Regions from separate parts of the Mus musculus genome. Here regions 1, 2 and 4 are each linked to region 3. Evidence: chromatin contacts called from public HiChIP or PLAC-seq and promoter capture Hi-C data. All regions are on one chromosome and are shown on one strand. Each heading gives the region's core, a stretch centred on a gene start, on an enhancer-like site or on the middle of the called end of the contact. The rest is flanking DNA. Distances are from core to core; before and after follow the strand shown.

What was found. Promoter capture Hi-C pulls out the DNA fragments that hold promoters and counts their contacts. HiChIP or PLAC-seq counts read pairs in DNA pulled down with a chosen protein or histone mark. Capture Hi-C pulls out chosen DNA fragments and counts their contacts.
Region 1: a contact with region 3 is called in a promoter capture Hi-C map of liver, with 2.1 times the contacts expected there. The contact joins the promoter of Polr3h here to the promoter of Cyb5r3 in region 3. A contact is called at or near these places in 1 of 39 promoter capture datasets (pre-B cells) and 1 of 9 other capture datasets (liver).
Region 2: a contact with region 3 is called in a promoter capture Hi-C map of embryonic stem cells, with 4 times the contacts expected there. The contact joins the promoter of Srebf2 here to the promoter of Cyb5r3 in region 3. A contact is called at or near these places in 2 of 39 promoter capture datasets (embryonic stem cells and pre-B cells), 1 of 484 Hi-C or Micro-C datasets (B cells) and 4 of 115 datasets of contacts at active chromatin or transcription factors (embryonic stem cells, extraembryonic endoderm stem cells, large pre-B cells and 1 more).
Region 4: an H3K27ac HiChIP or PLAC-seq map of large pre-B cells shows a contact between it and region 3, with 2.8 times the contacts expected there. The contact joins the promoter of Snu13 here to the promoter of Cyb5r3 in region 3. A contact is called at or near these places in 2 of 39 promoter capture datasets (liver and pre-B cells) and 1 of 115 datasets of contacts at active chromatin or transcription factors (large pre-B cells).

Annotation. Positions count from the first base shown.
Region 1 is chr15:81,924,954-81,927,653 of GRCm38.p6, reverse strand. It overlaps Polr3h (polymerase (RNA) III (DNA directed) polypeptide H), which reads left to right and starts at 1,441. Exons shown (of 6, transcript NM_030229.4): 1 at 1,441-1,868. The coding sequence starts at 1,758.
Region 2 is chr15:82,145,920-82,148,619 of GRCm38.p6, reverse strand. It overlaps Srebf2 (sterol regulatory element binding factor 2), which reads right to left and starts at 1,351. Exons shown (of 19, transcript NM_033218.1): 1 at 1,130-1,351. The coding sequence starts at 1,217.
Region 3 is chr15:83,170,902-83,173,601 of GRCm38.p6, reverse strand. Cyb5r3 (cytochrome b5 reductase 3) reads left to right here and starts at 1,419. Exons shown (of 9, transcript NM_029787.3): 1 at 1,419-1,490. The coding sequence starts at 1,470.
Region 4 is chr15:82,046,205-82,048,904 of GRCm38.p6, reverse strand. It overlaps Snu13 (SNU13 homolog, small nuclear ribonucleoprotein (U4/U6.U5)), which reads left to right and starts at 1,307. Exons shown (of 3, transcript NM_011482.4): 1 at 1,307-1,418. The coding sequence starts at 1,416.

The sequences.
Region 1 (2,700 bases), core at 192-2,691, 1.2 Mb after region 3:
ACACACACAGATGCAGGCAAAACACTTCATATACATAGAAATGTAAAACAAGTTACTTACTGATATTATGAAGATCATTGCTAATCAATTCTTACCTCTCCTGTCAATTCCCTGAAATACTTTGTTTCTAGAAAGGCACACTGTTGTCTTACATGTGTTATGAGACTGGGTTTCTCTGTGTAGCCCTGTCTGTCCTGCAGCTTGCTTTGTAGACCAGGCTGGCCTCAAATTCGAATTCAGAGAGATCCTCCTGCCTCTGCATTCTAATTGTTTGGATGAAAGGTGTGTGCCATCAACGCCCAGCCCAAAATGCCTTATTTTTTTTCTCCTCATTTTTTTTTTGGGTGGGGGAGGGAGTGTGTTCTGTATAGCCTTGACTATCTTGTACTCTCTTGGTAGACCAGGTTTGTCTTAACTCTCAGAAATTTGACAGTCTCTGCCCCTCCCAACTGCTGGGATTAAAAGTGTGCAGCAAGAAAATTTTTCTATTTTGTTTTTTTGAGACAGGATTATTCTGTTCAGTCCTGGTTGTCCAGAAACTTGCTCTGTAGACTGGGCTGGCCTCAAACTCTGAGATCCGTTTGCCTCTGCCTCCCAAGTGCTAGGATTAAAGACGTGTGTCACCATCATTGTTAGGCACCCCCCTTTTTCTTTTTAGAAAGAGTCTCAAACAAACAAAAAGTCTTTTGTACCTCAGGCTAGACTTGAATTCACTATGTAGCTGATCTGTGTTTTTTGTTTTTTGTTTCTTTTTGGTTTTTCGAGACAGAGTTTTTCTGTGTAGCCCTGGCTGTCCTGGAACTCACTCTGTAGACCAAGCTGGCCTCGAATTCAGAAATTCGCCTGCCTCTGCCTCCCAAATGCTGGGATTAAAGGCGTGCGCCAGCACTGCCCGGCCACAGGATCTCATTTGGTAACTCAGGCTGGTCTTGAACTTGCAGTGATTGTCCAGCCTCACCCTCTCTTGCGCTGGTATTACAAGCGTGAGTCTGTTTCAGCTGTTTAAGCTTTGTGTGCTGAGCTTTGGTGAGCATATCCATCAAATGCACCACTTAAAATGACATCATCCAGGAAGGCCCGGCGACCCTTTTCTGCCCACTCTCTTGGGTACTTTGTCTGGAGTAAAGACTATTTTGAACGTGTTAAATTTGTATTTTCAAAGGGTCTATCTGGCTGTTGTGCAAAAGAAAGACAATCAGGCTTGAAGTGCAGACTTGTCGCCTAGCAACCAGACTCTCTCAGGGGCCCGGGGTTGGCTTGCTTCAGGATGGGGCCCCGCCCTTTCGGCACTCTACCCCGCCCCTCTTCTCTCACTTGCGGGAGAGTGCTGGCGGCCCCGCCCACCTTCCGGCCCCGCCCCTCACGGGAGCCTCGCGAAGCTCTGCGACCCGCAGGGGCGGGCAGATGCTTCTTATTGGTCAGTTTTCCGGAAGCTGAGTTGATTTGGTTTGGCAAGCGCAGCGTTGCTGGACGCGCGTGGCTCCCGCGCGTGGTGCGGACGGAACGAGGCCAGGGTGGCATCCGGGGACGGGGAGCCGGCGCTCCTCCAAGGCTGGCGGGAGCGGGCCTCAGTTTCCTCCGGGAGACGAGCGTAGCTTCCAGAATTGGAGCCCAGGCCCTCCCGCGCAGCTCGGCTGCAGGTTTGGCTTGTCAGAGGCTGAGAAGGGACGGAGGAGGCTCGGGTCCCCCCCACCCCATCACAGCTCGCAGGCCCCCGTGCTTGGCAGCCTCTCCGGTCTCCAGAGCCCTAGCGCAGGATGTTCGTGCTGGTGGAGATGGTGGACACCGTGCGCATACCCCCGTGGCAGTTTGAGCGGAAACTCAACGATTCCATTGCTGAGGAGCTGAACAAGAAATTGGCCAACAAGGTACTGGGCCCTCGGGCTGCCCGGCAGTGTCCCTACCGGTCCCACTGCTAGTCTGGCTATCGCCTGGTTCACCCTTGGCCTTGCACACTTAACTTCATGTCGGGGTTTTTTTCCTTCGCATCCTTATAAACCAGACTTGGGTGACAACGTGTACACAAGGGAGTAAATGGGCCGGGCGAGGTAGTGCACACCCGTAATCCGAGCTTCTTGGCTATTGAGGCTTTTTGACGATCCTGTGTTCGAGGCCAGCGTGGGCAATATAGTTAGCCCTTGACTCAGACAAATTAAAAGCACCGAAGCTGCTGGCGGTAGCGCATGCCTTTAATCCCATAACTCAGGAGGCAGAAGCAGGCGGATTTCTGTGAATTCGAGGCCAGCCTGGTCTACAGAGGGAGTGCTAGAACAGCCAAGGCTACAACGGAGAAACCCTGCCTCAAAAGAAACAAAAAGCATCAGGATGCTGAACAGTGCTTGAATTTGCTTGACATTCGCGGAGTCACTGGTTCGGTTCTCAGGATTGCCAGAAAACAAAACGGAGAGAGCGTGTGTACAAAATGGGTTTGTAAAACAGAAACTGGAATATGCCTGTTTCCTCGTTCAATTACTGTGTTGTCTTGGCCAAGTCACCCTCTCTGGGCCTCGGTTTGTGTTATCTGTGTTGCCCACAGTGTGAGAGTAGAGGTGAGAGGATAAGCGTGCGGGTCTCTAGAATTGAACTCAGCTTTCAGCTTTAGAGGGAGGCAGCTGTACCGGCTGAGCCAGCTCAGTAGCCCCTTTCTTGTATTCATTTGGTTACTGTGTTTCCCTTTCTATGACTACAGGGGCCTTCTCG
Region 2 (2,700 bases), core at 102-2,601, 1.0 Mb after region 3:
AACCTTCTACCTGCTTCTTCGCCTGCGAAGCGAGGATGTGGCCATCACATCTGCCTGCAAGGTTCTAGATTCTAGGTGTAGTAACATTCCATAAACTGAGTCACTGCCTAGGAGTTCTGGACTCTCTAAAGTAAGTGACCTTAAACGACACCTCCGGCAAAACTGAGCGATACCCAATTCAGCGGGATTGAATAAATGAACTAACGCAAAGTATTTGGGACTGAGAACTTCAGAAGAGCCCTGACTACTGAGAATGACTTAATTACTAGCCTATTTTTCTTAAAGGTGGAGTGGAAAGAAACTAATAGTGGCTCAGAAACAGAAAGAACTGGGCTTTGTTAACCAGCATGATGACCGCGGGCAAGTCTGGGACCCTCTCCAAACCTTCCTTCCCGTGGCTGAAAAGTGAGAGAATTTTAAGAGAGGTTCCCTGGGCTCCTACCAGTTCTTCCACTTCGCTGTTAAGGCCGCCGAAACAAAGGCCACCAGCTCCCTAGTCTGTACCCGAGGGGCCACAACTCAAAATTCTTGCTGCTCAACTCCCTTTGCAGTGCGACAGCAGGAGCGCCCGGGTCTCCATCCAAGGCCGCCGCACTCTGCGGTCTCTGTCCACTCCATCAGTAACTTGCTTTTTGCAGCTGTTGCCCAAAGTTTTCCAGAGCGCCCGCAGACCCGGCTGTCAGTCAATCCCGAAAAGAGCGGGGGCGTGGGGGAGCCGAGCCCGGGAGCGCAGTCCGGGAAATCCCGAAGCCGCTCCAGTGGCCAGGCAGGGAGTGACAGGTGCGACGCGGGACGCCGGCGAAGACCGGACAAACCAGAGCGCGTGTGGGCGCGCGAGGGAGGCAGCCGCCTCGCTTTCTCCTCTGGCGGCACTCGCGACGCCCCCAGCCCCGCTTCGGGCCCCGCGGCGCCCACGACTCCTCAGCCACCGGGAGCCCTGCGTCACGACCCGGGCTCAGACTCTGGAGCCAGAAGAACTGGGAACCTCCCGGGCAGCCCGGCCCCCGCGGGTTCCTTCCCGCGCACGCCGGGGCGATCGCGGGGTGGGCGCACGCGCACCCGCGAGCGCCGCCGTAACCCCTTCCTCCCCGCGCGCCCCCCGCACTCCCACCCAGCCGCCGCCACTCACCGTCGATGTCCCCGAGAGTCAGCTCATCGCCCAGCTCCGTGAGGGTCTCCATGGTCTCCAGAACGCCCAGCTCGCTGCTCTCATCCATCGCCCAGCTTGGCGCAGAGTCCCCCGTGAGGTCCAGCTCAGGGAGACGCGGAGGCGGTACCGCCGCCACCGCCCATGACACCCGACAGCCCCCACCTGGTACCGCCTCACCGCCCCGTGCCAACCGCCGCCATGTTTGAGCTGCGCCCCGACTCCACGGAAGGGGCGGGGCAGAATTCCCCCGCCCCGGGCCGCGCCCACTGCAGCCCCGCCCCGAGCCTCCGCACCCCCAAGTTTGTTGTCAATGGGACCAGGCTTGCATTAGCCAATCGGCGCGCGAAGCGGCTCATGGGGTGATGGTGCGTCATCGATCAGCAGCTCAGATTTGCATAGCGGGACTCCGCCCCTCACGGCATCCAAGCGCCAGCGGAGAGTAGCCGCCGGGTCCTCGTCCCAGCCTTCTTCTGGCTTAAAGGAGCCGCTACTTTTCCGTTGGATCAGCTCCAGGAGCAACTTTGTCGAGAGCCCGGAAATAGAAGGGTTAACGCACCGCTGTCCGGCGCTACCTTCTACCACCGCCCCCTTTACTCTAGGAGCACATTACGTCATCTCCCCAGTTGCCTCTTCCCTCCCCCTAGCTCTGGGTAGAATCATAGTACCCTAACATTCTGGGATAGGCTATCCAGACCCTAAGTCACACTTATCCCATCCGAGACTTAACAGGGTCTTGAGATCACCTGAGTATTGTGAACATTTTACAACTGGCCCTCAATTTTGGGAAACCTCGATCATTCTAAGGCCTTCAGACAAGGTCATTTGTTCAATGGTCTCTCCAGGTGAGGCCCCACTCCTGCAGTCACCTCACTGCATCATCTTACAGGTAGTCGGTCACACTGCACACAAAGGTGCACGCTTCCAAGAACTTATCCGAAGAAACAAAAAGATTAGTGTTCCGAGGAATGCTATTAAGTACATGTATTCAAAGACATTCATCACAAAGTTCTCTAACGGGAAAACAGTAACACAGTAAGGCATCAGGTACATAAATTACCTCCAAACAGTAGAATATCAGGGCATCGTTAAAAAAAAGAAATGCTGGAATGGACATCTGAGAAAGGACCTAAGTGTATACTGAGAGGAAGAAGGTTTTCATGGCATACATAGGAAGAGCTTCTTGTGAGTCTGAGGCAGTTGTTCTTAGGGGGTCAGAGCTGAAGGCTCTGTGGGGAGACCTGCATATCCAATAAGCCACTTCCTGCTCCTGGGCTGGCTAAGCAACTGTTTGCTGATAAGCCTGGTTTGTCATCTTTAAAACAGCACAAGACCACAGTTGTCATTGTCACATTTATTTGATTTCCGTGGCAAGCAAACAGCTCTTAACTTCTGGGATGAAGTGTTCCAGCAGGCTCTGAGGGGGAAAGGGTCTCCAGTGAAGGTATTGCAGCTCTGAGAGGGAAAAAGATCCTGGCAATCAGGCGCCTGGGAATACCCACAAAGTCACATCACAACAAGTCTCACAGGAGAGATTTACTGGGAGAGGCGCC
Region 3 (2,700 bases), core at 170-2,669:
CTTGAACCCTTGCCTCCACTATCCAAATTCTGGAATCACAGATGTGCTGACCATTGCTCCTTATTTATTTATTTGAGACAGGGTCTCTGTGGTGGTTTGAATAAGAAATGGCCCTCATAGGCACGTGTATTTGAACGTTTAGTCCCCAATTTGTGATGGTTTGTGGGGAGGTACGGAGGTGTGTGGTCTTGCTGGATGAAGAAATGTGCCTGGGGTGGCTTTGAGAGCCTATAGCCTGGCCCCACTTCCAGCTCTCTCTCAGGTTCCCACTTAAGGTACAGTGTTATCTCTCAGCATCCTTCTCCCCGAGCCAGGTTTTCCTGCTGCTTGTGGCCGGCCATGCCTTCCAGCTATAATGGGCTCTTATCCTCCTGGAACTGTGAGACACAATAAACTCCATCTTCCCTAAAGTTGCCTTCGGTCATGGTGTTTTACCACAGCAACAGAAAAGTAACTAGCAGTCTCACCGTGTAGCCTGGAACACTCACAGATCCACCTGCCTCTTCCGGTATTGAACGCTTGGGTCATCAAGTGTTCCGGTATTGAAGAGTTTGGTTAATAGTTCTCAATTTTTAGGCAGCAAGTCTCTTCCTCACTCTGCCGCTCTCAGAGCAGTCTTCCATTCCCTATCTGGCCAGGACCAGGTTGAAGAAAACTCCGGAATGCCAGGGACATACGAGTGTTTATAGAGTATGTGATAGGCTCTGTTCTGAGGTCCGGGTACACAGAGAACTGACTGCAGACTCCTGGCTTGGGGAAGCCCCACCATCTAGTGGAATGGGTACGTGGGCGCAGAGCATCGTGAATAAACAGGCAGGATAACTGAAGCGCTACAAAGACCGTTCTGCACTAGTGGCGTCCCTTGGAGGGAGCACAGGGCCAGAGCTGGCCTAGCTAAAGAGGTGACACCTGAACTTTAATCCGGAACTGGCCTCAGTACGTTTGGAGATTTGTTCAGGAAGGAACGACTGGTTCGCAGGCTTGAAAATGGGGCAGGGCAGGGCTGTAGCCTGAACTCTGTAGCCAGCGGTGTTGGCAACACGCCCCGTGAGCGGGTAGAGCCCTGGCCAGCACAATCAGCTCCGGCAGGCTCCCAGGACCGAAGGCTCAGGATTTGAGAGCCCATCACGGGGGCGACATCTTGTTCTCTTCACCAGGACAAAACAGGCCCAGAAGCCACAAGCTACCTCCCGAAGCCACACAGAGGCGCCACAGTAGCCAGTCTCTCGCCGAGCCTCTTCCGTGCAGCGCCGTCAGCCACTCAGCGCGCACTCCCGTCTTCACAAGCGGAAGTGGGCGGGGACACTGGGAGTCTCCGCCCCCTATCCGCCCACCTCCGCGCTCCTGACTGGCTCCGCAGGGCGTCCCCGCCTCCGAGGTGTTGAGACCGAGGCGGGTTGTTGGGGGAGCGGCCGGCTGAGTAGCGGGTGTAGAACCGTGCGTGAGGCCACCGTCTCTTCTTCGCCACCATGGGGGCCCAGCTGAGCACGGTAGGCGGCATGGGTCTGGGGTCCCCAGGCTTGCACCGTGGGGATACCGTACGATCCGGGGCGCCCAGCACCGGTTCACGAGCCCCGCGCCCCACCCGGCCCCTTGCAGACCGTGACTCACGCCCTGGCTAGTGGCCGCGCCACTCTGGCCCGGCCTCAGGCCAAGGGGGAGCCCCGAGCGCGGGGTGGACATTGAGGACCCTGTTGGGTGTGCGCGAATGAGAATAGGGAATGAGTGACGTGCGCGCCCGCCTGAGTGGGCGTGACTTGTGAGTGTGAGAAAGTTGAAGTGCCTGCGCCCGTGGGGGATGTGAAAGGTGCGAGGGTTTTTGTAAATGGGAACGTGAAGTGTGAACCGTAGGTGCACTGGTGTGTGCGTGGAGGAACCGACAGCGGCGTGTGTGAGAAATGAGAGTGTGGGTGTGAAGACATGCAGGCCTGAATAGTGGACACGAGTGAGCTGGCAGGAAGAGTACTTTGGGGTGCGTGTGTGTATGGGAGAAATGTGTAGGGTGTCCCTACAGGGGTTGGGTGCATCTTCTTGCCATAAACAAGGCAGTAGTTGGCCAGGATCTTTCCAGCTGTCACCTAGAAAAGCCCTGGCCATTCTTGTTACTCACAGAGCTGCACTGTCACTAAAGAAGTGTCACTTAGACTTGGCCATCAGCCCAGGGCACTGAGGATGCTGGGACCGTCTAACGTCTATAAATCTGCTCTCTCACTGTTACTGGATCGACCAAGGCCCCTTCCACAATCCTAGAGCTCACTCTCCTCATTTCCTTTTTTTTCTTTTTTTTTTTCTTTTTTGAGACAGGGTTTCTCAATGTAGCCCTGGAATGCACTGTAGACCAGGCTGCCCTCAAACTCACAGAGATCCACTTGCCTCTGCCTCTCCAGTGCCAGATTAAAGGTGTGGGCCACCACCGTCCAGCTCCTCCCTGATTTCTTAAGAGCATCCATGTGAACTGTGACCAGTCTCAGTTACACAAACATACCCTTGAGGTGTCCAGCTCTTTGGGTATGACAAGAATAGGCCAGCGCCTGTCTTGGAGGGTGCCCTCTCTCCTCTCTGCAAGATTCAGGGCTCCTAGTGAAGACAGCCTTCTTGCCATGGCATTTGCTCTTGCGAGAGTGACCAGTCCAGTATGGACCATCTAAGGAGCATTCTGGCCCAAGGCAAAAAAAAACAAAACAAACCCCAGAGTGACAA
Region 4 (2,700 bases), core at 58-2,557, 1.1 Mb after region 3:
CATCACAGTGCCCATGGATGCTAGAAGAGGCAGTTGAATCTTTCTGTAACTGGAGTCACAAGTGTTGTCAGTTGCCATGTGGGTGTTGGGAATTGAACCCATATCCTATAGAAGAGCAGCCAGTGTGCTGAACCAGGGAGGCATCTCGCCAGTCTCTAGAAATGTTCCCTCCTGTTGGCAGTTTGAATCCATGTGGTTGCCTGACCCCCAATGCTAAAAATCTCAAGGTCCGGTTTTAGCTTTGCCACTGTTTGATTCCTGACAGTGGGCAGGCTTCCCTTCTTTACACTTTGTTCTCATCTGTAAAAATGAGGAACTATTTTGTAAGGCTCTTAAAGGTCCTCCCAGTTCTCAGCTCTACAGTTGTGACACAATGAGCTGAAATTGGCTCTAATGGTGGGGTCTGGGCTAGATCCAAATAGCCCCAAGATGTGTTTGGCATCATGTTGGAAAAGACTGAGAAGCCACGAGGATCACGGAAGAGCTCATGGGAGGGAGCGCTAGACTTGAGTTTATCCTTTCATAACGAAGTTTTGGTGCATCACTAAGAAAGGGGCAAGATGCTCAGAAGAAGGAAGCAGGTGTCCTACATAATTACTCCAAACACAACCTCCCTGTCATTCACTAACTAGCCCCCTAGTCCAATGGCTCTTGACCTACCCATTGCTGCAGCTCTTTAATACAGTTCATGTTGTGGTGACCCCCAACCATAAAATTACTTTCGTTGCTACTTCATAACTGTAATCTTGCTACTGTTATGAATCGTGTCTTCCGATGGTCTTCGGCGGCCCCTGGGAAAGGGTCTTTTGACACACACTCCCCAAGAGACTCACAACCACTGCATTATTCCAGCTAATTGTAGAAATCAACCTCCGCCTGAGAGGATGGTTTTGAAAAGGGTACACTATGTACTCAGAAAAAAAAAAAAAAAAAAAAAAAAAAAAAAAGCCTGGCGTGGTGGCGCATGCCTTTAATCCCTGCACTTGGGAGGCAGAGGCAGGTGGATTTCTGAGTTCGAGGGCAGCCTGGTCTACAAAGCGAGTTCCAGGACAGCCAGGGCTGCACAGAGAAACCCTGTCTCGAAAAAAAAAAAAAAGCCTGGTTATGAAATGGCAACCCTCACAACCCGTTGTACTAGTGTGCCACTTCCCGAGTGGTTTATTCACAATCTTTTGCCGATCCTAACTAGAACGCTAATAAAATCTGAAAAAACGCATCTCCCACATCCAAAGATGACTTCAGCACTCTCTTCTTCCGGGAAGGGGGCGGGACGCCGTCATTGCGCGCGCTCTGTGGCGTCACTTCCGCTTCCTGCCGCTTCTGAAGTGATTTCCGCTCCTTTTTCCTGCGCGGCGTTTCAGTCCCTCTTGAGTTGGGCTGTCGTCGAGTCGCGGCGAGACCGGCGCACCGCAGCCATGGTGAGTGAGCGCGGCGGGCCGCAAGCACGGGGAGCGCGGGCCGCGGGCCCTGTTCGCTGCGTCTTGGGGGAGGTGGAGCGCGTGCGACATGTCGCCCGCCCCGAGATGGCCGACCTCCAGGCCCGGGGCTGGAACTCCGGCGGCCCGCGAGGTCGTTCCTGGGGCGGCGGAGTGGAGATCCCGGGCAGCTGAGGTCCCAGGTCGCTGCGGCCCGGTGGGCTTTGCAGCCGTGGGCGTGCCCAGAGGCCGCGGCGAGGGGACAGGCATGGCGCAGCGTGGGAAAATGAGCGCCCCACGTGGGATGGTGAACGCGTGTGGAAGCCCGTCTGTTCTCCTTCTCGTTTTCTTTCTCTTTTCTTTTTAAACACTGGGGGATGAGGTGAAATCCCGGGATGCGAGGCACTCACTACCCACGTCTTCTCCACTCCCGGGGTTGAGGAAGGGGATCGCCGTGGGGTCCGCAGCCAGGGTCTGTCGGGAACTAAGACTTAGGGAATTCGGGGGCGCTTTTTGGTTTAGTTTGTTTTTAGGGGCTCATGGAGCCCTGGTTGGCCTTGGAACTCTGTAAACTAAGCTGGCCTTGAGCTCTCAAGAGATCTGCCTCACCAGTGCTGGGATTAAAGGCGCGTACCATCGCGCCCTCCGGACTAGGTAACCACCACCACCCCACCCTCGCCTCCTTTTTTAAATTTGGGGTCACATGGAATGTGAAGGAAGCTCAGGAAAGGCTCCCACCATGAGAGCGACCGACGCCTTCAGAAATCCGTGGTCCTGGTAGCCCCACGTGGGATGATAGCGTTTGAGCGTCTCCACTTTGTGATGGTGTACAGGGCTCCGTTTGGCTGAGCCCTTTCAGGCCTGGTGCGATTTCATCCAGCCCTTGGGTGGTCGGCTTTGTTTTCGTGCTCCCACCCCTGAGGTTTAGCAACTACTGACCGAGTCTAGAGTTTGAGAGAGAGAGAGTGGCTGAGCCAGTGTTGAACCAGGGAAGAGTTTTGAAGTGCGGTGCTCTTGGTGAACTCTGCAGCAGTTTGTCTAGGCTGGGAAGTGGGGACAACGGGTCGCTTGTAGCAGGCGGAGTACAAACATGCATCGCTTAAGGACGGGCGAGTTCTGGCTTTGGACATGAGATCTCCCTGCCTTGGCCGGCCTCCAGAATGCTGGGCTTACAGGTGTGTGCCACTACACCAAGGCTGGTCAGTCATCATTCTTGGATCCTCCTGATTAGACCAGGAGGCTGCTGCCATAGCAGATGTACTGCTTGCAGTAACGTTTCTCTAAT